Regions from separate parts of the Mus musculus genome. Here regions 1, 3, 4, 5, 6 and 7 are each linked to region 2. The links are chromatin contacts, called in public Hi-C and promoter capture Hi-C maps. All regions are on one chromosome and are shown on one strand. The core of a region is the stretch at or near the end of the contact, and the rest is flanking DNA. Distances in the headings are between cores, read along the strand shown.

Region 1 (2,700 bases), core at 1-2,500, 4.0 Mb after region 2:
TCTGAGATGATAGGGGATTTGGGACAGATTGGGTAGTTAGAAGAGTTTTGGTTTTTGACCTGCATGACTAGATGATGGGAACATCTTCATTTTTTCTGAGCTTAGTTTTAATACAGGTGACAGCACTTAATGATAAAGGTATCAAGTGCATGGTCTTCTTGGTTCTCAAGCTATGGGAAGACCAAAAAATGTGAGATTCCTGTTCTCTGACAGTATAATAATGTCCCTAAAGAACCGTGTAAGAGAAGCTGGAACACACAGAGCTATAGAATGAGCGGGCACTTGTGAGCGAAGGCAGATCTTAAACAACTGCAAGTCTGTTTTCATCCAAACTGTGTGTGATCTGGCACCCGGAGCTTGCAGGCCCCAGCTCTCACTGTAGTACCTATTGTGTACACCAGAGGGCAGAAACTGCCTGCCACTTGTGGAAAGGAAACAAGGCTGCTATTTCCAAAAGGCAGGTGCGCTTCTGAAGCCCATTTTGGATGGAATGCTGAAGTGTGCAATCTTTGCACCCACAGACACTTTTTGTAAAGCTAATTGAAAGCCCAGGAGTCCCCGGACCTGCTGCTATAGTTTAGATCTCTGAAGTCTCCTTAAAGAAAAGTGTAGAAGGCTTGCATGGTCACCAGCCTGGAACCGCTGGAGAATGGTGGATCTTTAGGTGTGAGGCTTGGTTGAAGACAAGTCTTTGGCCCTTTCCTCTCAAGCCTCTTCTTTCAGCTGTACCTGTTACCATGTTTTCTATTTCTGCAAGCCTAGATCAGAGGTCTGAAACGGGGGGCGGGGGGGGGGGCTAGTATAAAGCTGACTTATTTTGGATACAGGGATGGAAATCTAACACATCAGCCACTCCGCTAGTTGTGTTATCACAGCTATCCTCCCTGTTTACTGAGGTCTCTGCACACCAGATGTCCCAGTGGCAGCTCCTGCCTGCTGCAGGGTATTTATACACAGGAGCACAGCACAGCAGAAGCGCTAGCTAGGAAATGTGCTGTCAGACGATACAGCCACTTCCACTGAGTAAGGACTTTCAACTTGAGCTTCATATGAACCACATCAGTTACCAACTGAATCCAGGCTTGCCGGTCTGTTGTTTTAAAGCAAAGCTTCACCAATTCGTATCTTAAACTCGGACATGAGAGCGGAAGCCACTGCAGGGAATCTTGTTATCGCTTGGCTACATTTACACTAAATATAGACCACCAATTATGTGCTGGGTTTACGGGCCTCAGGGGAGCACTTGTGAGCAGCAGGAAGATTAAGAGCGAACTACAGAACTGGTAGAAAGTTTGGCTGTAGTTGTTCCTGAGTAGTTGTCTTTTCTAGGAAACCGAGCATTGGAGGCTCACGTCTTTGTAAGTAATTTGCATGCTATTTCTTACTGAGACCGAATGATGATTTTTGAGTCCTTGGGGTTTTGATTGCATGTATTCTGTGCTTTTCGACTGCTCATAGAAAAGATGTAGACTTGATTTTTAAAATTACCTCCTGACTTGGAGGCATGAACTCAGGAATGCCGTTCATACGTGGCCGTGGCTCACTCAAGGAAGCATCGTATTAAGCTTTGAGTTCAGCCTTCATTGGTAAACAATTCTGAGTTCGTAGCATACAATATGGTTTTCTGCTTTGATACCAATACCTGCAGGGAGAATGTACAATGAGTTTTTTTTTTTCAGAGACAATTTTTATTTGTTGAAGTGTCCTACTGGTAGAGAATCAAGCAATTATTAGATGATGAAAGGCTCAGCTGTTAGCAGTGATCAAGAACACGGGAAAATGAAACTACTTACGTGTCTGAGTTCCAGGATCAGAAAAGAATCTGCCCAGTGGAGCTCGGCAGGAAGGCCAAGTTAGTGCGACACGGAATAGGTAGTGACACTCTGCAGCGGCCTCGGTGGTTGTTTCTGAATGCCCTCATTTCAGCTTCCAAAGATAGCAAGGGCTGGTGTTGACAGCTGTGGGTTCTGGTTTTCAAGGTGTGTCCTTGTATCCGTTTACTGGCAGAGTCCCTCAGAAGCCACCTGCAGGCCCTTGGAGCCCATGAATCACACTGCCTTTTTTTCCTCTACTAGCTTGTCTTTCATTTTAACATGTCGCAACACTGAAAAGGCTTATTGAAAAAACATCTACCAACATTGTGAGCTCGCTGTAAAGATGTCTCCTTCTAGAGGACTCCATTATTTACTTGGTCTATTTTAGATTTAGAAAAAAAATCTTGAACAAATTTTATGACAGATTTTATTCTAAATTATGTGTGTGGGCGGGGCATGTTTATGCCACAACACTTACTTGGAGGTCAGAGGACAAGTTGCAGGAGTTGGTTCCCATCGAACAAAGGTGAAGGAGATTGAGTTCTGGCTACCAGGCTTAGTGCCATGTCTCCGTAGCTTAGCTATCTTGGCATCGCCTTCTTAGTCTGTGGCAAGCAAAGTTTAGTAACTGGACTATTACTTTAAAAGTAGGACCTTTTAGCAGTGACTTTTGTAGCTAGTCTTCCTCTCCTCCTCCTCCTCCTCCTCCTCCTCCTCCTCCTCCTCTTCTTCTCCTCCTCCTCCTCCTCCTCCTCCTCCTCCTCCTCCTCCTTCTTCTTCTTCTGCTCTCTCTCTCTCTCTCTCTCTCTCTCTCTCTCTCTCTCTCTCTCTCTCTCTCTCTCTCAACAGTAGTGACATTCCTGAGGGTGAAATAGCTATTAAGTCA
Region 2 (2,700 bases), core at 45-2,544:
CTAGCACTAGAATTATTTTTCATTACAAGAGGAAAAGAAATGGGATGTTTTAAATACATTGATTTTTCACATAAGTACATACTCCCTGTTAAGTCCTCCTTTATCTGTTTACCTGTACAGAAGAAAAATCAGAGGTGCCAAAGGATTAAACAAAGGGTCTTTCAGTTACAATGTAAGGGAACCAGGGTTGGAACTCAGCAAACCTGGCTTTGGAATTTGACAAACTTGCCTTGGCTTCTGAATAAAACTAAGTACTTACCTATTGTTTTTGAAATATGTCATGCTGTTGTTGAGATAATATCTATTATGCTCTCTTCCATAACTGAAGACATAATGGGACAAGTTATAATTCTAGTCTGGCAGTTTTCAAGGTTGCTTACATTCTTTTTGCCTCCTTTTTCGCAGGAGAAACAGGGTTTTTGAGCTTTGAGTTGGCTCAGTGGTTTAAGAGGGTTGTCTGTTCTTCCTAGAGTTCTTGAGTTCAATTCCCAGCAACCACATGGTGGCTCACACCCTCTTTCTGGCAAAGAGGTGTACACGAAGGTAGAGCACTCAAAATAAATTAACATTAAAACAAAAACAAGAAACAGGGTTGCACTGAGTGACCAACCTCACAGGAACCTCACCTTCCCACTTTCAGATGTACTTTCAACATACCTACTGTTGAAATGAGGTCAAGCTGAGGGAGGGAAAGAGCTGGAAAAGCCCGAGCCCCGTGCAAACTTTGCTGTGTTAAAGCAACACAGCGTGGTCTTGCCTACAAAGCAGTGTGCAATACAGTGGGCTCCCGCCTTTTGGGGAATTGAGGATTAAGAGACTAACATGACAGAGGCAGGCTTGGGCTCTAATGGCCTCTCAATGACACATCGCCTAAGGGTGAGACCTGAGTTTTCTGGTCACCTGGCCACTTATGAATAAAAGCTCTTTATTACGACCGCGCGAGCGATGACCGCTCAACAGCGAAGCTTTCTGCAGGCTGAAAAGGCCCACGAGGGGCGCCGGAGAGCCCTGTCCTCTAGGGCGGGGACGCAGGGCCCGGCGCACCCTCTAAAGCGCCTGCGCGCGATGCGCCCCAGGGAAGGATGAGGAAATCGTCGACTCACTTCCGCTTCCGCACACCTTGGCACCGCCCCTCGGAGGGTGGCGACGGAAGTGACGCAAGGACCAAACGGCAACAACAGTTTTCCACGTGCGCGTAGGGCGCCAAAGTCAGGTGGGCCGGCGGGAGCCAATGGGGAAGCGTTTCGTGTAGGTCGGCTCTATAAGCGGTCGCGCCAGCCACGGGCTCCCGCCAGTAGGGAACGGGCCGAGCTGGGAGGAGGCTACTCGGCGTTCGGAGGCGAGGTCGGAGCCTGTGCGGCCGGGGTCAGGGAACCGGAGCCGGGCCGCCGCGCTGTGGAGAAGCTGCGTCGGGGCGCACAGGTAAGGACCGGGGAGGGTGGCGCCGAGTCGGGTCCCGCTTTGTGTTCCGCCTTGGCCTTGGTGTCCTACCACCTATCAGCCGCGTTGGGAAGCCAAGCGACGCGACTGTACCCCGAGATGGCTGCGTCACAGCTCGTGCTTGCGGTGGGGTTGGGGGGTCGTCTTCCCCGAGGCCAGGCCGGCAGGTCGCGGAGCTCGCCGGCAGGGCCGGAGCATGGAGCTGACGCTCTGAGTGGAGTGGGCCGGGACGCCGGACCGGCCAGCCCTCCAGCGGGTTCGGGGAGGGCGATCCCATTGTTTGGGCAGAGTGGGTTTGATGGGGAAGCTAAAGCTCGGGCACTAAAAACATCTCCAGGGGCAGCTTGAAGCGGCGGGATCTCGTTTGTCACCGAGCCGCCTTGCTGTCAGTTGTGGACCAGCCCTTTGACTAGCGAACAACCGCAGCCTCTGGCGACCATCATCGGACATGCTCCGCTTACATTAACTTTAAAAAAAAAAATCTACTTTTTTTTTTAAGTCAGGGTAGATCTGGCTGCCCTGGAGCTCACTATGGAGACCAGGCTGATTTTGAACTCAAAGTGATCCCCGCCTGCCCCTGCCTTCTGAGTGCTGCGATTAAAGGCGTGGGGCACAACGCCAGGCTTTCTGCTTGAGTTCTTTAGAGAGTTTGTACTTGGTACGCGTGACTATGACTAAGTCTCGGGAAAAAAGTAATCTACCTGCTAATTATGCTTAGGATAGGCCACAGGAGAGGTTGGCTGGCAGTTTCCACAAACCATAGTGCCTTTTTCATCAGCCCTGTTATGTCATCATAGGTCATTAAGGACTTCTGTGGTACAGCATTCAAAAAAGCAAAGAAATACACTTCATCTCGAATCATTATGTGTTACCAATAGTTCTTAGGTAAAACTTTGTTTTAAAGAGAAACATTTTACTTGCTGAGAAATCTGGGAAGCCCAGTAATAACCCAACTTATCCAAAGTATAAACTTTTCTTCCTCTGGTAGCTCAGCTTTCAAAGAAGTATAAGTTTTACTAATTGTGAGCCTTAAGCAGATGTTATTTACCGATATTTCTGAAGTATTTGGGAAGTTAAATTTATGCAAACAGACTATTTTAACCACTTTAAGATCAAATAGATTTTACAGATTTGAGAAAAATCTTTCCTTCCCCACCTTTGCCTTTCTTCCTGCGGTTCTAGCCAAACACAGAAAAGACAGATTTCTTTTTCAGTAATTGGTTTATATTCTGAAATTAAATGTGGTAATGAAGACAGCGC
Region 3 (2,700 bases), core at 21-2,520, 4.0 Mb after region 2:
AGAAGAACAAGATATCTAGAAAGCAGTGAGAGAGGCTAGGTTAGGAGGACTGGCAGTCTGTGAGGTTCTGGAACAACTATAAACATAGGTGGATTAGTCAAACAAGACACTTGAGTAAATAATCAGCCTTCCTGGGCATGAAACATTGAAATGGGTGACCTGGTATGAACTGAAGCTATGTATGGCTAGAGATCAAGATACAGCCCTGAGTTTCATTTTAAAATCAATTGCTGGGGGGGGGGCACTATGAACAAACTGAATAAATTACGGTGAATAAATTACAGAATATGGGGGAAGATAATATATTAACTATTAAGAATATGGCAGTAAAGAAAAGGAGAGAAAAATTTAAGTTGGCTTAAGGTACAAGAGGGACATTAAGACGGAGAAAGACTTACTATCATCACTTGAAATAGAATGAAGCCGAGGTGAGAGGTGGAGTGCAGAGTGAGTCACTTGCACGAGTCAGTGAGTTTGTTCTGTCATATGGACAGTATAGGAACCTACTAGCAGCTCCTGAAAACAGGACTGGGTGTTGCGACACGGAAAACAGATCAACGGGAGCACCTTGAGAAAATAAACCCCTTTGCGACTGTTGATATAACTCATGTATGTTTTGCCAGCTGCGAACTTCTCATAAACTCTTATCCCAAACTGACCTCCAAACTGGCAGGTGGAATCAAGGTCACATCTTTGTAAGAAAATCTGAGACTGAATCATCAGTCTCGTTATTTGAGATATTAGTCTAGAATATGAGGTCCACGAACAATACAAGTTGAAGTAGCTGAAAGCATACTTTTTTTGGAGGGTGGGGAGCCCACGTCCCTAAACCCACAGGAGGGTATGGTTGTGCTTGGACAGGGGCCTCATATTAGCAGGGGAAAGGTTGTTACACGTGATCTTACAAGCTGACGTTCATCAAGCTGCATAACTGCCGCATGGCTCATCGCGGTGACTACCCGGGTGAATTCCAGGGCGGACGCCTCGTTGGGACGAGGTCACGACGCAATCGGACTGGGAGGAGCCCGGAGAAGGCCGCGCCCTCTCGCTAACTACATCTCCCAAAGCTCCACGCGGCCCTAAGGCATAGCAGCCCAGGCACCGAGGGCAGACTGAGGCTCTGGGAATGGGAGTCCGAATGCAGGCACCGCCCCAGTGGACGCCGCGGTGGGGAGATCTGCAGCGATTGGCCAGCGAGCGATGGAGGCCCGCCCACGCATGGTGACGACAAGCCGCCGTCTGGCTACTTAAGGCGTCGTGGTCTGGCCACCCCGCCTTCGCTCCCGCGCTAGAGAGAAACATGTATCGTTTCCGCTCGCAGCTCTTCACGGGGATTTCTGCTGCTGCTGCTGCCGCTTCTCACCCGCGCCGCTCCTCGCCTCTCTTGTTAGCCCGAGACTCGCCTCTCAGCCGCCCGCCGCACAGACGCACGAGTAGACAGTGCAGCTCCATCGGCTGATCCTCGCTGAGCTCCAAGTGTAGGCGGCACCGGGCGGCCCACGATGCCGAAGAACAAGAAGCGGAACGCTCCCCACCGCGGTGGCGGGGGTGGCGGCGGCTCCGGGGCAGCGACGTCGGCGGCCACGGCAGGTGAGGGGTGTCCCCACGCCCGGGAGCCGGCTGGCCGGCCGAACGGGAGACCCCGGCCTGGGGCGCGGTGGGACTTGTAGTTCGGTCTTCGCTTCGGACGCCCAAGTCTGCATAGCGCGTGGTACGGCTGAACTGCAGTTCCCATCATGCCCTGGGACTCGCGCTTCTTGAGCTGGCACGCGGGAGCAGTGCTGGAGCTCCGGCCCTGGGGGCGGGGAGAACTGGGACCTTGGGCCGGAGGGAGAGTCAGAATAAGGGTGACCAGGACTTGGCGTTCTTCCTAGACGTCGCTGCCTGCTGTCCGGTTCTTTATCGAGCTAGAGATGGGGCGGAGCGCCGGTGGCTTGCCGCTGTTGCGCTGCCTGTGGCGCTCCCTCCAACATGGAGTTCTCGGGAGTGTCAAACGTCCAGCGGGCTTGGACCGGCTTTTGCGTCACGAGGCCTGAGCTTTGCGTGATGGGGCCAGGGTGACGCAGAGGCACGAGTGGCTTCCATCCCGCTGTTTTCCTGCGCGTCTCGCAGGTCCTCTAAGGCGGGGTAGAGGCGTCGGAAGCCATGGCCACCGCCCCACCCTTAGCGTGGCTTCCACTCCTAACCCGGTACCTGCAGAAACCGGGAGCCCCCGCAGCCCTTGTGCTGCCAGCCTAGCGACCGCGTTCTCCTTTGTGCTGCATTCTATAGGTTCCATGCAGTGATAAGAGGTGGTGAGAAGCCGAGGTTGCAATTGGCTGGAAAGTTAGGGATAAGTTTTTTTTTTTTTTCCTTCCATGCTAAGACAAAGCTTTTTCTGGATGGTTAATTGCTGAACTGAATGTACGATTCTCTTAACATATGGTTGAGAAGAAAAAAAAATGATTGCAGCCGAAGGTCCCTTCTACAAGACTGCACACAAGACATAAGTCGAGTAGTATTGAAATGGGTAGTCATCTCACTAAGTAATTGTTAAGATTATGGAGTTGAATATTGGAATGCCCCCAGTCGTTCCACACCAAGATAATAGCCATTAGGTATTTGTTGACCTAGCTACTACTCTTTGATCATTCGAATGATATTAGAAAAGTAAATGACCAGTTTTCATGTTAAATATTGGAGACTGGCAATGCAAAAGTT
Region 4 (2,700 bases), core at 116-2,615, 4.1 Mb after region 2:
TTTGGGGAAGGGAGTGGGGTAGTTGTGTGAAATGTAAAGGAATTTCTATTGTCATTTTGTTTTGTTTTGGCTTGGTTTTGGTCTTGAAAAAGAATGTCACAATGTAGCACTGGCCAGCCTAGAGCCCTCAAAGTACGTCCTTCCTCAGCGGGGATTACAGGCGAGCACACTGCACTGTTGAACAGATTTTATGCCACTAAATTTTTAAACACTTCAAGCATTGCTTATTTTAAAAAGGTCACTAAAGAGAGCATCTAAGTGTGCCTTTACTATTAATGGCTTGCTAGGGAGTTCTGCAATTTGGGGACCAAGTGGAACAACTCTCTAATGTTTCTAATGTGCAGTTTCTGATTTGCGTTTTCAATAACAGAACTCCTTACCACATCAGTTTCTGAATGCAATGAAGTGAATGCAAATCGTTCTTTAGTGAGCAAAACAAAGAAATATGAGTGAACCAATGAGAAGTGAGTGCCTTAAAATCAGATAATTAAAAATGCAGGTCAGGGGGCTGGTGAGATGGCTCAGTGGGTAAGAGCACCCGACTGCTCTTCCGAAGGTCTGGAGTTCAAATCCCAGCAACCACATGGTGGCTCACAACCATCCGTAACGAGATCTGGCGCCCTCTTCTGGAGTGTCTGAAGACAGCTACAGTGTACTTAGATATAATAAATAAATAAATCTTTAAAAAAAAAAAATGCAGGTCAGTTTAAAATCACAGTCATGGACAGCCCAGTACAGAGCGTCCCTGGAGGGCGGCTGATGTGTTTTTGCAGAGATTTTCTTGGCTAAGGCAGGCAGGTGGCACCTTACCACAGTTCCCAGGCGCCAGGGGACTTGCCGATCTCTGACGCTAGTAGCCAGAGAATTTGTCTGATTTTTATCTTTTCTAGAAAACCTGACGTACCTTTGTACATGGAGTTTCCAAACTTATCTAAAGAGAAACCTTGTGGCCACCAGGAGTGGGAGGCTGTTAGGGAAGCCAACTATGCTCGACTTTTAGAGGACCGCGCATGGGAAAGTGATACAGCCAGTTACTCCGACGTGCTGTGGTCCTCAAAGCCAGACGTGTTTTGCGAGTGGATGATTCTAGTTCTTAATGCTCTTTCTCCTCACCCTGGCATCAGAGGGTGAACACCAGCAGGGAAGGAACTGGGGTGACAGGGACCAGTGTGGACCCGCCCGAGTTGATCCGAGCAAAATCTATCTGTTGCAACGTAAAATAACAATTATAATATTTATTTACATTTTTTTTTTTTTTGGAGGGAGGCATTTACTAGAGTTTTGGTTAACTTGGTCCAAACTGGGATTCAGGTTCCCGCCCGGGTTCGGGCGTGGCTGTTGGCTTCCCTTCCAGCCCCGCCTCCGCTTCTGGCGAGCCGCTTTAAAGCCGGGAGAGCAGGTTCGCGGTCACCGGTCATCGGGCTCTTCCTTGGGCTCAGGGCACGGATCAAGTCCTCGGCTCGCTCGGCCAGCATCGCGGCACCATGGCGCAGGAGCTGCAGCACCCCGAGTTCGCGCGCGCAGGCCAGCAGGCTGGGCTGCAGGTGTGGAGGGTCGAGAAGCTGGAACTGGTACCGGTGCCCCAGGGTGCCTATGGTGACTTTTACGTCGGAGACGCCTACCTGGTGCTGCACACCACCAAGTCCAGCAGGGGCTTCTCCTACCGCCTGCATTTCTGGCTGGGTAAGCAGTGAGCAGCACAGGGCAGCGGTGGGCCCAAGGTCTGTACACCATCCTGTCACCTGGGCGGGCTAGGTGACACACAGCCAGCACCCTCTCCTAACCCCAGGTCAGCTCCTGGCGAGCTGTAAACTCCGGAGATGCGAGTCATCCAGGACTCATCAGTCTTGACCAAACCACTTCTTGGAGGGTCATACTCATTCCTCCGGGGTTTTCCACTTTAACTCAAACCCCAGTGCGTTCCTGGGCGACTGCCTGCCTGTGAGAAACCCGGGTGCTGGCCAAATACTGAGCACCCTCCGGCAAGTTCAGTCCTGGTTTTTCAGGCAGGGTGGGGATGAAATCAAACTTGTTTGTGGATATCTGCCTCAGCTTGGAGCGAAAACTCCCGCTCCCAGCAGCAAACTTTTATTTATTTGTATTTGTTGCCTTGGGGCTCCGGCTTAGATTTCCCTGCTATCGGTGACTACTTACGTACGTAGCTCCAAAACCAAGATTATCCTCGCACAACAGGGCTTGCCTGTTTGGGAAAAGATACGGCAATCATTTTTTTTTTCCAATTGCTCTATCTGGCTGGTGTATTTGTTTAGATAGGCTGCTTTGTTTCAAATTATTCATTTATTATTCATCTGTTTTAAGAAGGACACAGTGTGGACCAGAACCAGCTTCTTCAGCGGTCGTAATTATTTTGAGCTGCCTTGGTGCCAGGCTTTCAGGAGGACACTGGCCCTGTGTTCCACTTTCTCCACCTTCTACTTTTACCCGTAAACATCGTGAATGTTGAACCTTTCTCTGTGAGGTCTTGCGCCAGTCGGCACTCCCAGTCTGACAACGTGCGCTTTATCTGAGCCTCCTTTTCAAGCTAGCGTCTCTCCTATACCAGTGTTTCTTTCAGTATATTTATTCTTGAGCTCAGGAGGGAAAACACTCAAAACCACAGACTTTGAATGCTGCCATTGCATTTTAATATTTAACATCTGAAAAATTTAAGAAAGAAGTGAAAACATTTAGACGTGATTT
Region 5 (2,700 bases), core at 11-2,510, 3.8 Mb after region 2:
AACAACAAAAACGGGAACTGTAATCCTACCGACAAGGGAGGAGGGAAGGGAAGGGAGCCTCCTGTATTCATCAGTCAACATTAATGGTCTTTGTTGTTCACCTTTGCACAGAACAGTGAATGCTATCCTGTTCCTTTTTCTCTCAAATCAGTGCCAGGGTAGTCCTCTCCTAAAGCTGCCTGCCAGCCTCTAAGAGCCAGGCTTTCTGACCCTCCTCTCCCTCGTCACTTTCCAGCCGGCCTCTATGACCCCCACTGCGCTCATTCCCTGGTAGAGAAGGTGGCCAGAAGTAAAAACCCTGCCAAAATCTCGGTTCCCCTCCAAGGACCAAAGAGCGCAGGAGCACAGATGTTGAAATTTACCAACCCCCCTGCTCGCAACACACACCCCAAACACCCGGGAGGCGAGGGAGGAAGGAGGCTACGTCCCGACTCCGTCTGTCACAGGGGCTACACTCTGCACTCTGGGAATGCCGACCCCAGCCGCAGGGACTTCGCGCCTCCCTACTGTTTGGGAGTATTCTAGCAGCCGGTTCCTGGTCTCCCTCATCACCCCGGGAAATCTTAGCAGCCCACTGCCAGCTCTCTGCCGCTGTGGGCCAGCAGGGGTAGAAGGGAGAGAAACCCTGTTGGCTTCCCCTTCCAACTTGACACGCAACACGCCCCGCGGCCGCTCCAAACTCCGCCAGCCAGCAGAGACCGGAGCGGCAGTCCGGACGTTCTGGGATCGGGTTCGAGGAGCGCCGAGTGCACGGTGAGGAGCGAGCCCCCCAGTGCTCGCCCCTCAGCCGGAGGCCGGTGCGGCCAAGCCCGGGACCCGCTGTGCAATGCCAAGACCTGGCATTTGCAGCCTGGAGCGGAGCGAGCTGCGTGGGGGCAAGGACCAGAGCGTGGTAAAAGTTCGCCCGCGAGCACTCACCCACGCCGTATTTCTCGTGCTCCGTAGGTATCCACATGGCTATGAAGGGCGTTGAGGGGCTCCGGGCTGTGCAATCCCCGCGCCCCTCCAGTGGCTCACAACAATGCACCGCTCCCGAAGAGCAGCTGTGTCGCTGGAGCACAGCGGATCGCGCGGGCTGCGGCGCTGGGCAGGGTCTGCTCCCGGGGCTCCGGAGCCGGCACTGACACTACACCGCCGAGGCGGAGCCGCCCGCCGCTCTGCCGGCCGCGGCTGCTCACAGCCCTGCGACGCGCTCCCGGGGACCCGGCGGCGCAGTCATTGTTCTGATTCACTGAACTAAGCGAACACGCCGGGGCACTCGCGGGCGCACCCCCGCCCGTCAGCGCCCGTCCAGCGCTGCCTACCCACTGCCTCGCGGCATGCTGGAAGTTGTAGTTCTTACGCTCCCGGCTCCGGAAGGAGGCGGGACTACAGCGGTTGGGGGCGGGGCACCTAGTTAGGCTCGCCACAATCGATTGGTCCAAAATGTGACGGCACAGCATAGGCGTGTAGGAACTCCCTCAGTGAGGCGGCATGCGACCCCAGGCGCGTTTTTATTGGTGTATCACCGCTCCGCCCCGCCTACGGCCCGCCCCTTTCTACTGTGCCAGGTAATGGCTGCTAGTGAGGTCCAGGGGCTTCCTGTGGACCCCCGGGAGGCTGGGGTCCGCGGGGTCCGCGGCGGAATCGGACACACAGATCATGAAGGTGAGTGTGCTGTCCCTTAGGCGCGGGTGATCTGTCTTCCTTCTTCTGTGCCCGAGGTGCAGCTGGCAGCCGCTCAAACCTTTGAAGCTGGTCGGCTGGGAGACCACCTTGGTGCCAGGGAAAAAGCCGCGGGCGGGACCCAGAGATATGGGTTGGGCAGACGGAGGTTGCCAGGCTGAAGCTGTTTTGGGGTGGGAGCAGAAAATGTGAAGAGCTGCCTTCCCGGCCTCTGAGAAAGCTCCTTTGCTGTCTTCCGGTTTGGAATTCTGTGCTTTGCACTTGCCGCCAAGTGGGTGTGGGTCAGGTCTGGGTTGCACACGTGTGACTGTAAAGCTGTGATTAGCCGCTATTTCCTGACTTGTAGCCCTCGCTCTCCCCGGTTTGCTGAATTTGGCTCTGGGAAGGTGTTTTATGTAGTTTGGGACCGGTTTCCAAGTTGGAGACTAGTCACGTCACGGCTCTCTAATACTTATTTGCTGGTTGCAGGTTGTAGTCCTCTTCAAAAGGAAAGGATGTGTGTGTCTCAGGTATCATTTGGCCCTGTAGCCTGGGAGATGTTACATTCTAAGAGAAAGAGAAAAGAGAATTAAATTCACTCCAGCCCTCACAGAATATTTAAAATAGGGTTTTAAAATTCATCACAGCTACTTTGTATCAACCTGACTTTGCTGCTTTCTTCAGTTCCACTGTAGAGACCAAAAGTCAAACTTTCATCATAGACTACCTTTTCTTTTGGTCGCGCTCCACTCCCCACCCATTTTGTTTAAGTGTTAATTTTGGGGGTTAATTTGGGTTCTCAGTCCTTGTTGATGTTTTTTCCATTTAACCTTCACAGCTTTTTATCTCAGTAGCAGGGAAATAAAAGTGCAATTTCTTCCCACTTTCCATGAGTGAGATTCCTATCAATGGGTTTGCCATATATCCCGTACTTATGTTTTTCCAGATCACCAAAATTCCACATTTTAAGATATAAAGTTGGAAGCTTTAATAATTTGGCGGGGGGGGGGGGCGTTGTTTATGGTTTTTGTTTTTGTGGGGGTTTTGGTTGGTTGG
Region 6 (2,700 bases), core at 163-2,662, 3.2 Mb after region 2:
GACATCAGAGATAGAGTCCCTCTTTAATAAACAACCATGTCTTAGTTTTTCATAATATGCGAACATCTGCCTCTCAAGGAAGTCAGGTTCATATGTGGCATGTGCCAGGATGGGCACTGAGGGTAAGTCTAGCTTTCTCTCGGGGGTAAACAAGCCTGTGGCTTGCTGTTCTTGCTTATAGCTAACCTGTGTTTTAAGTAAAAGTTGGCGGAGATGAATGTAAAACTGGAGGGTTTCGAACCTGAAAGGAACTGTGTTTCCTATCACCAGACAGAGACTAGGAGAAGGGCAAGTCTTAGGGAGGAACCAATGAAGAGAGATGATAACTTGAAATCAGTCAACTTCCCAGGACTTCAGCTTTTCAGAAAAGCACCTCAATGCCTGAGATAGGACCTCCCCCAATTCCTCTGTAATTCTGAAAGACCTGAGAACTAGAAGTATATGAAATTGCCTGTATGTGGCCCCATGTGCGTTCCCCCACTGTTGAGATTTTAAAATGTAAGGTCCCCGGAGGGATAACTGCCAAGCAGAGCCAAGATTACCTAGGGCCCTACTGTGTCAGGAACTACTGAATGCTACCTAGGAAGACAGGGGACCTGAGAGGAACTATAGCATCAATGTGCCAGGTTAAAGAGGGTCTGAAAGGAAATGAGTTTTCTCTCAGGTGTCTAAAACGCTGCTAAACTTCCAGTCGGCTCTACGGGCTTCTGGAACCTGAAGAAAGGCTTGATCTTGGGACAAGTGACCTTTGAAGGTGGGTTATCCAGTTCCTGATAAAAAGTGGAATTTGGACCCAAGTTGCCTAGGGTAGTTTCCCCACTCGAAAAAGAGTCCTGGCACCTTCCGCCCCTGAGCAATACTTACTTACCCTTTCTCCCGCTCTTCCTCGGTGAGAAGGGGTAAGTGGTAATATTGTACCCTCGCCCAATTTGGCCAAAATCCTAAAAGTAAAAATGACAGAGACAGGTCCTTTAAAATCCCGTGGCTCCAGCCTGAGCAGCTCCCACAAGCTGCTCACCACCCCAGGAGCAGCGCTCCCTCCCGGCCGCTCTGTGGGTCCCCCAGGGCGGGGAGAAGAGGTCGGCTACCCGCCCGGATCGGGGTTCGGGTTCCCTAACTGAGGGAGACAAGAGGACGAACTGAGGGGACAGCCGCGCGGCCTCACTGGAACACGCGCACGCACGCATGCTCGCTACCATCGCGCGGATAGCGGCCGAGCGGCTCCCCACCTCCCAGCAACGCCCACTCGACGGAGGAGAAGCCGGAGATAAGAGACCCTGCCGGGGACACAGAGGGTCTGCTTAAGCCCACCCGCGTGCCAAGCCGCCCGGACCCGCCGCCCCATTCCCCGCGCACCCGCTGCGCAGCTCAACCCAGGGGAAGTCCCCGCGGCACGCTCCGCCCTCCGCCGCGGCACGCCCCGCCCTCCGCCGCCGCTCGCCCCGCCCTTTGCCGCCGCTCGCCCAGACCCGACCCCCAGCTGGGCGGCAGCCGGAGACTCCGCCTACTACTACGGAAGTCCCGCCCCCGAAACGCGGCTCAAGGTGGATCCGCAGCCAGAATTGGGTTTACGTCAGATCAGGGGGCGGTACTGACCGTCTAGAGGTTCCAAGTGTTAGAAGCCTTAGGTCTAAGCCCTAGGTCGAAGCCTGGCATGGCTAAGAGGGCAAGGAAAAGCAGCAAGTTATCAGAAGCTATCTTCAGCTTCTTCCCTTAGACCAGGAACCCAGACTGGACTTCTTGTGTTGTTCTGTGGTTTTGTTATTGTTTTGTTTGCACATGGGTAACTTCGGGTTTGCTTCCTCTAGCAAGCCAAAAGAAAAAAATCCAGAACTTTTTTTTTTTTTTTTTTTTTTTTTGCTTCAGAGAAACTAGGGTTGTTTTTTTTAATATACTTAAGCTTTTGCTCGTTAATTGTAAAAAATCTTAACTGTGTAATTACAACCTAGAAAAACACTGTAACTAACAGAATATAGACAACAAAATTAATTTGCTTTTTCTAGCCCTCCTCAGTTGTATCTTTATCTTTTCTTGCTTTACCCTTTTAGATAATGCTGAACTATCATTCTCAAGTTTACATAGCGCATAATGTTCTGACACTCAGCATTCAAAATTAACTCTAAAGATGGGAGAGTGTAAGAGACTTAAATGGAGCCGAGCAGTGGTTGCACGTACCTTTAGTCATCACAGCACTGCTAAGGCAGAGGCAGGTGAAGCCAGCCTGCTAGCCTGATCTACAGAGCTAGTTCCAGGACAGCCAGGCCTACACAGAGTAAACCTCTCTCAAAAAAAAAGGGGCGGGGGGGGGGGAGAAGGGGGAAGACTTTAATGGGTTGATAGGCTGATAGTTAATAATTACAAAAGTCTGCCAAAGAAACATGATTGCTCTCCTGTATAGGATGTAGGTACAGTTATTCTTATCTAAAATATTTACTGCGAGGTAAGTTTGATTCTACCAGTGCTTTATCTTGGAGGCCGCCCCTGATGACAGAGCCTATTTACAAATTGGATTGGGCCCTAACAGTAAAGAGACTCCAAATTAAATAGATGTTTGTTCCAGTGAAGAACCAACAGTATGGGATGGCATGAACATACATAAACATCAAAGTTTCTAGAATCCATACAACCTAATCTAGGCCTAGAATATTTTCAGCATCCAAGATTTACTGCAGAATAAACTCACTATTTCTGGTTCTTTCT
Region 7 (2,700 bases), core at 113-2,612, 4.2 Mb after region 2:
AATAACTTTATAGAATATGCCATTTGAGATTTTTCTTCCTAAATTAATGATGCTGTCTTAAAGCTAGGCACTGTGCTTATTATTCCTTAGATTTTTATATCAGCTATTAAAAACAATGGAAATAAGGTGAGCAGTGGTGAGGGTGGTGCATGCCTTTAATCCCAGCACTTGGGAGGCAGAGGCAGGCAAATTTCTGAGTTTGATTCCAGCCTGGTCCAGGGCTACATAGAGAAACCCTATCTTGAAAACCAAAACCAAAAATCAAACAAACAAAACCAAAAACCAAACCAAAACAAAACAAAAAACCCCAAACCCAAACAAACAAGCCCCGAAAACCAAAACAACAAAACAACAGAAAAACTAAACCACAAAGAAACAAAAACAACAGAAAGAAGCCCAATCCTTTCTACTATTCATAAAATAAATACTACTGGCTATGGTAATTTTAAGATCAGGAAATTTCTTAGGAAAGTTACAATCTATCTATCTATCTATCTATCTATCTATCTATCTATCTATCTATCTATGTATCTATTGAGTCACGGTTTACTACGTAGCCTTGGCTGGCCTGCAACTCTCTATGTAGACCAGGCTGGCCCTGAAGCATCCAGATCTGCCTGCCTCTGCCTCTCAAGTGCTTGGCCAGAATCTAGTTTAAAATACACTTTTAAATTGCACTATTATTATAGCCTTCCAGATAAAAATTTCTTGTAGGTTCTACCAAGCTTTAAAATGCCCTTTGTTTGTTTTTCTAAACATCTTTAAAAGATTGCTGGTCACGTTTTATAATTGGTTCATGACCAATTTGGTTCATTCTGTTTTTACAAAGACTGGAATATTCACAAAAACGACAGTTTGCCTCCTAAGGCCAAACATAGTGGTACACAATTACACTATGGAGCCCAATGTGCTTTACCACTAGTCATAAGTTACCAGCTGCAGCTTCATCACCCGTTCTTCTTGGGCTACTGGAAATATTTAGCGTTTCCAAAGTGCGTTTCTTCCTCCTTAATAGGGGCATTGGTTCCTGTTCCAACTTGTGGGGCGTAGACTCACTTAGGAGGTAGCGCTTGGCTTACAAAAGGTAGGCTACCATCCTAGCCAGCACATGCTAGGGAGGGCGGCAGCGCAGACTCCCCCAGGCTGCCTTGTGACGTGACGTAAGGGACCCACCCGGCCAGTGTCCTCCAACATCAAGGACCCTGAATCAACACCGCGGTCGCCCAGAGGCCGCCCTAGGGTGACAGGAAGAGGGGCGGTACCGGCGACGCCCTCCCGCACCCAGCCTGGGGCGGCAGAAAGACCGAGAACCCGCGGCCGAAGCCCCGCCCGTCTGCGCCGGCGGCGGGCGCCGAAAGGGTTGGAACGTGACCTTGTTTGGGCGTTGCTAGGAGACGCGGCCAGCACGCGCGCGCGCGACCCCCGCGGGCAGGCGCGGCGCGAGGGGCGGAGCCGCGGCCCGGAGCGAGGCTGGCGAGCACCGTTAGCCCGGCTGGCGCGCGGCGTCGGCCCGGCCGCCGTCAGGCCTCGCCGCTGCCCGGGGACAGACTCCCCGGCGGCTGACAGCCGCGGAGGCGGGACGACGGAGGACCGTCAGCCAGGTGAGTGGCGCGGGGTCATGTTGGAGAAGAGGCCTGCGGCGGGGCGGAGGCAGTATTGCCGGAGGCGTTCGGTGTGTAGAGGGGCTGGCGCGGCCCAGCGAGCCTGGGCGCACGGCGAGCTGAGGCGCGGTGGGCCGCTCCCGCCGCGTAGGGCCGCGTCACCGTGGCCCATGCTGCAGGTGCGCGAGGCGGCCGAGCGACCGGACCTGCAGCAGGGGCTCGGCGTCCTTTGCGATGCCTGCTCGTTTCCCACTCAGGGCAACAGGTGGTGCCGGAGGGCCGAGAGCGAGCCCTGGCGCTGCCGCCCTGGGAGTGGCAGGCACCCTTGCCAATTAGGGCGCCGGGGCGGGAGTGGCAGGGCGGCCCTGACGCGCTGACCAATGGGATCGCGGGGCCTGGGTGGGCCGTGAGGGTGGGCGTGGCCAGAGGCCGAGTCTGGGCTTCCCTGTGGGGCGTCCGCCAGAGCGGCGCGGAGGTCTCGGTTGAGAGGAGCTGTGGCGTGTTCCTCGCGGGGAGAGAGAGAGAGACACATCAGCCAATGTCCCTCCATTGGAATCCCGACTCCAGCCCGGGAGGTGAGAGCTTTGGTAGCGGGGACGGAGCCAGGAAAGTGAGCCTGGGTGCCGGGTGAGACGTGCCTGGTTAGATCTCCCAGATAGGGCTGCTTTTTTTGAGTTTTCTGCTAAGAAAAGGCACTTTAGTGGTGGATACGGTGACCGGCACCAGATAGTGGCGCCTGGGTTGTCTTCAGAATGAGCTTTTGAGGTTCGGGGATCGTAGAGAATAGAGAAAAGTACACGTTACTGCAGTTAGAGTGGATCGAAGAAAGCCTTTGGGTGACAGTTAGGCATCGTTTGTTTTGGATTGAATACATCTACTACCTCATCTGGTGTGTTTACTCACAGCAAGTTTTATTAAGTCCCTCATGTGCTTATTTTTGGCGAAAGTAGAGAAACCCCATTTTTAATGTGCTCACAGTAATAACTTACTCATTTCCTCCCCAGCAATCGCGTAGCCCGATCACCCAGGAAGAGAAATTGTAAGCAGATAAGAAGAACGCGTTCAGTTTGAGACACCATTTGCAGCTGGAAATGGGGAA

What was found. Promoter capture Hi-C pulls out the DNA fragments that hold promoters and counts their contacts. Hi-C and Micro-C count contacts between places; a contact is called where the count stands out from the background.
Region 1: a contact with region 2 is called in a promoter capture Hi-C map of pre-B cells. The contact joins the promoter of Lsmem1 here to the promoter of Dnajb9 in region 2. A contact is called at or near these places in 5 of 39 promoter capture datasets (the C10 cell line, the HPC-7 cell line, cranial neural crest and 2 more) and 5 of 484 Hi-C or Micro-C datasets (the Ba/F3 cell line, CD8 T cells, erythroid progenitors and 2 more).
Region 3: a contact with region 2 is called in a Hi-C map of hematopoietic stem and progenitor cells, with 6 times the contacts expected there. The contact joins the promoter of Ifrd1 here to the promoter of Dnajb9 in region 2. A contact is called at or near these places in 7 of 39 promoter capture datasets (the C10 cell line, the HPC-7 cell line, cranial neural crest and 4 more), 15 of 484 Hi-C or Micro-C datasets (the C10 cell line, CD4 T cells, CD8 T cells and 10 more) and 1 of 115 datasets of contacts at active chromatin or transcription factors (regulatory T cell precursor).
Region 4: a promoter capture Hi-C map of pre-B cells shows a contact between it and region 2. The contact joins the promoter of Scin here to the promoter of Dnajb9 in region 2. A contact is called at or near these places in 2 of 39 promoter capture datasets (cranial neural crest and pre-B cells).
Region 5: a contact with region 2 is called in a promoter capture Hi-C map of pre-B cells. The contact joins the promoter of Dock4 here to the promoter of Dnajb9 in region 2. A contact is called at or near these places in 5 of 39 promoter capture datasets (cranial neural crest, frontonasal cranial neural crest, maxillary cranial neural crest and 2 more) and 4 of 484 Hi-C or Micro-C datasets (CD4 T cells, pre-B cells and regulatory T cells).
Region 6: a contact with region 2 is called in a promoter capture Hi-C map of pre-B cells. The contact joins the promoter of Immp2l here to the promoter of Dnajb9 in region 2. A contact is called at or near these places in 5 of 39 promoter capture datasets (the C10 cell line, cranial neural crest, frontonasal cranial neural crest and 2 more) and 7 of 484 Hi-C or Micro-C datasets (CD4 T cells, embryonic stem cells, erythroid progenitors and 3 more).
Region 7: a Hi-C map of effector CD8 T cells shows a contact between it and region 2, with 11 times the contacts expected there. The contact joins the promoter of Arl4aos here to the promoter of Dnajb9 in region 2. A contact is called at or near these places in 1 of 39 promoter capture datasets (pre-B cells) and 9 of 484 Hi-C or Micro-C datasets (CD4 T cells, CD8 T cells, cardiomyocytes and 3 more).

The regions. Positions count from the first base shown.
Region 1 is chr12:40,197,865-40,200,564 of GRCm38.p6, reverse strand. It overlaps Lsmem1 (leucine-rich single-pass membrane protein 1), which reads left to right and starts at 1,250. Exons shown (of 4, transcript NM_001033437.2): 1 at 1,250-1,358.
Region 2 is chr12:44,208,662-44,211,361 of GRCm38.p6, reverse strand. It overlaps Dnajb9 (DnaJ heat shock protein family (Hsp40) member B9), which reads left to right and starts at 1,294. Exons shown (of 3, transcript NM_013760.4): 1 at 1,294-1,422. It overlaps Mir5627 (microRNA 5627), which reads right to left and starts at 1,049; the gene lies at 989-1,049.
Region 3 is chr12:40,221,759-40,224,458 of GRCm38.p6, reverse strand. It overlaps Ifrd1 (interferon-related developmental regulator 1), which reads left to right and starts at 1,270. Exons shown (of 12, transcript NM_013562.2): 1 at 1,270-1,590. The coding sequence starts at 1,503. It overlaps Mir1938 (microRNA 1938), which reads left to right and starts at 1,648; the gene lies at 1,648-1,747. Gm7008 (predicted gene 7008) reads right to left here and starts at 1,095. Exons shown (of 3, transcript NR_045157.1): 1 at 906-1,095.
Region 4 is chr12:40,132,893-40,135,592 of GRCm38.p6, reverse strand. Scin (scinderin) reads left to right here and starts at 1,365. Exons shown (of 16, transcript NM_001146196.1): 1 at 1,365-1,683. The coding sequence starts at 1,485.
Region 5 is chr12:40,444,613-40,447,312 of GRCm38.p6, reverse strand. Dock4 (dedicator of cytokinesis 4) reads right to left here and starts at 1,260. Exons shown (of 53, transcript NM_172803.2): 1 at 919-1,260. The coding sequence starts at 955. It overlaps Zfp277 (zinc finger protein 277), which reads left to right and starts at 1,523. Exons shown (of 12, transcript NM_178845.3): 1 at 1,523-1,647. The coding sequence starts at 1,554. Gm40406 (a long non-coding RNA gene) reads left to right here and starts at 1,654. Exons shown (of 2, transcript XR_872699.3): 1 at 1,654-2,700.
Region 6 is chr12:41,022,802-41,025,501 of GRCm38.p6, reverse strand. Immp2l (IMP2 inner mitochondrial membrane peptidase-like (S. cerevisiae)) reads right to left here and starts at 1,412. Exons shown (of 7, transcript NM_053122.4): 1 at 1,357-1,412; 2 at 869-941.
Region 7 is chr12:40,036,739-40,039,438 of GRCm38.p6, reverse strand. Arl4aos (ADP-ribosylation factor-like 4A, opposite strand) reads right to left here and starts at 1,362. Exons shown (of 3, transcript NR_166749.1): 1 at 934-1,362. It overlaps Arl4a (ADP-ribosylation factor-like 4A), which reads left to right and starts at 1,452. Exons shown (of 2, transcript NM_001039515.1): 1 at 1,452-1,601; 2 at 2,606-2,700. The coding sequence starts at 2,693.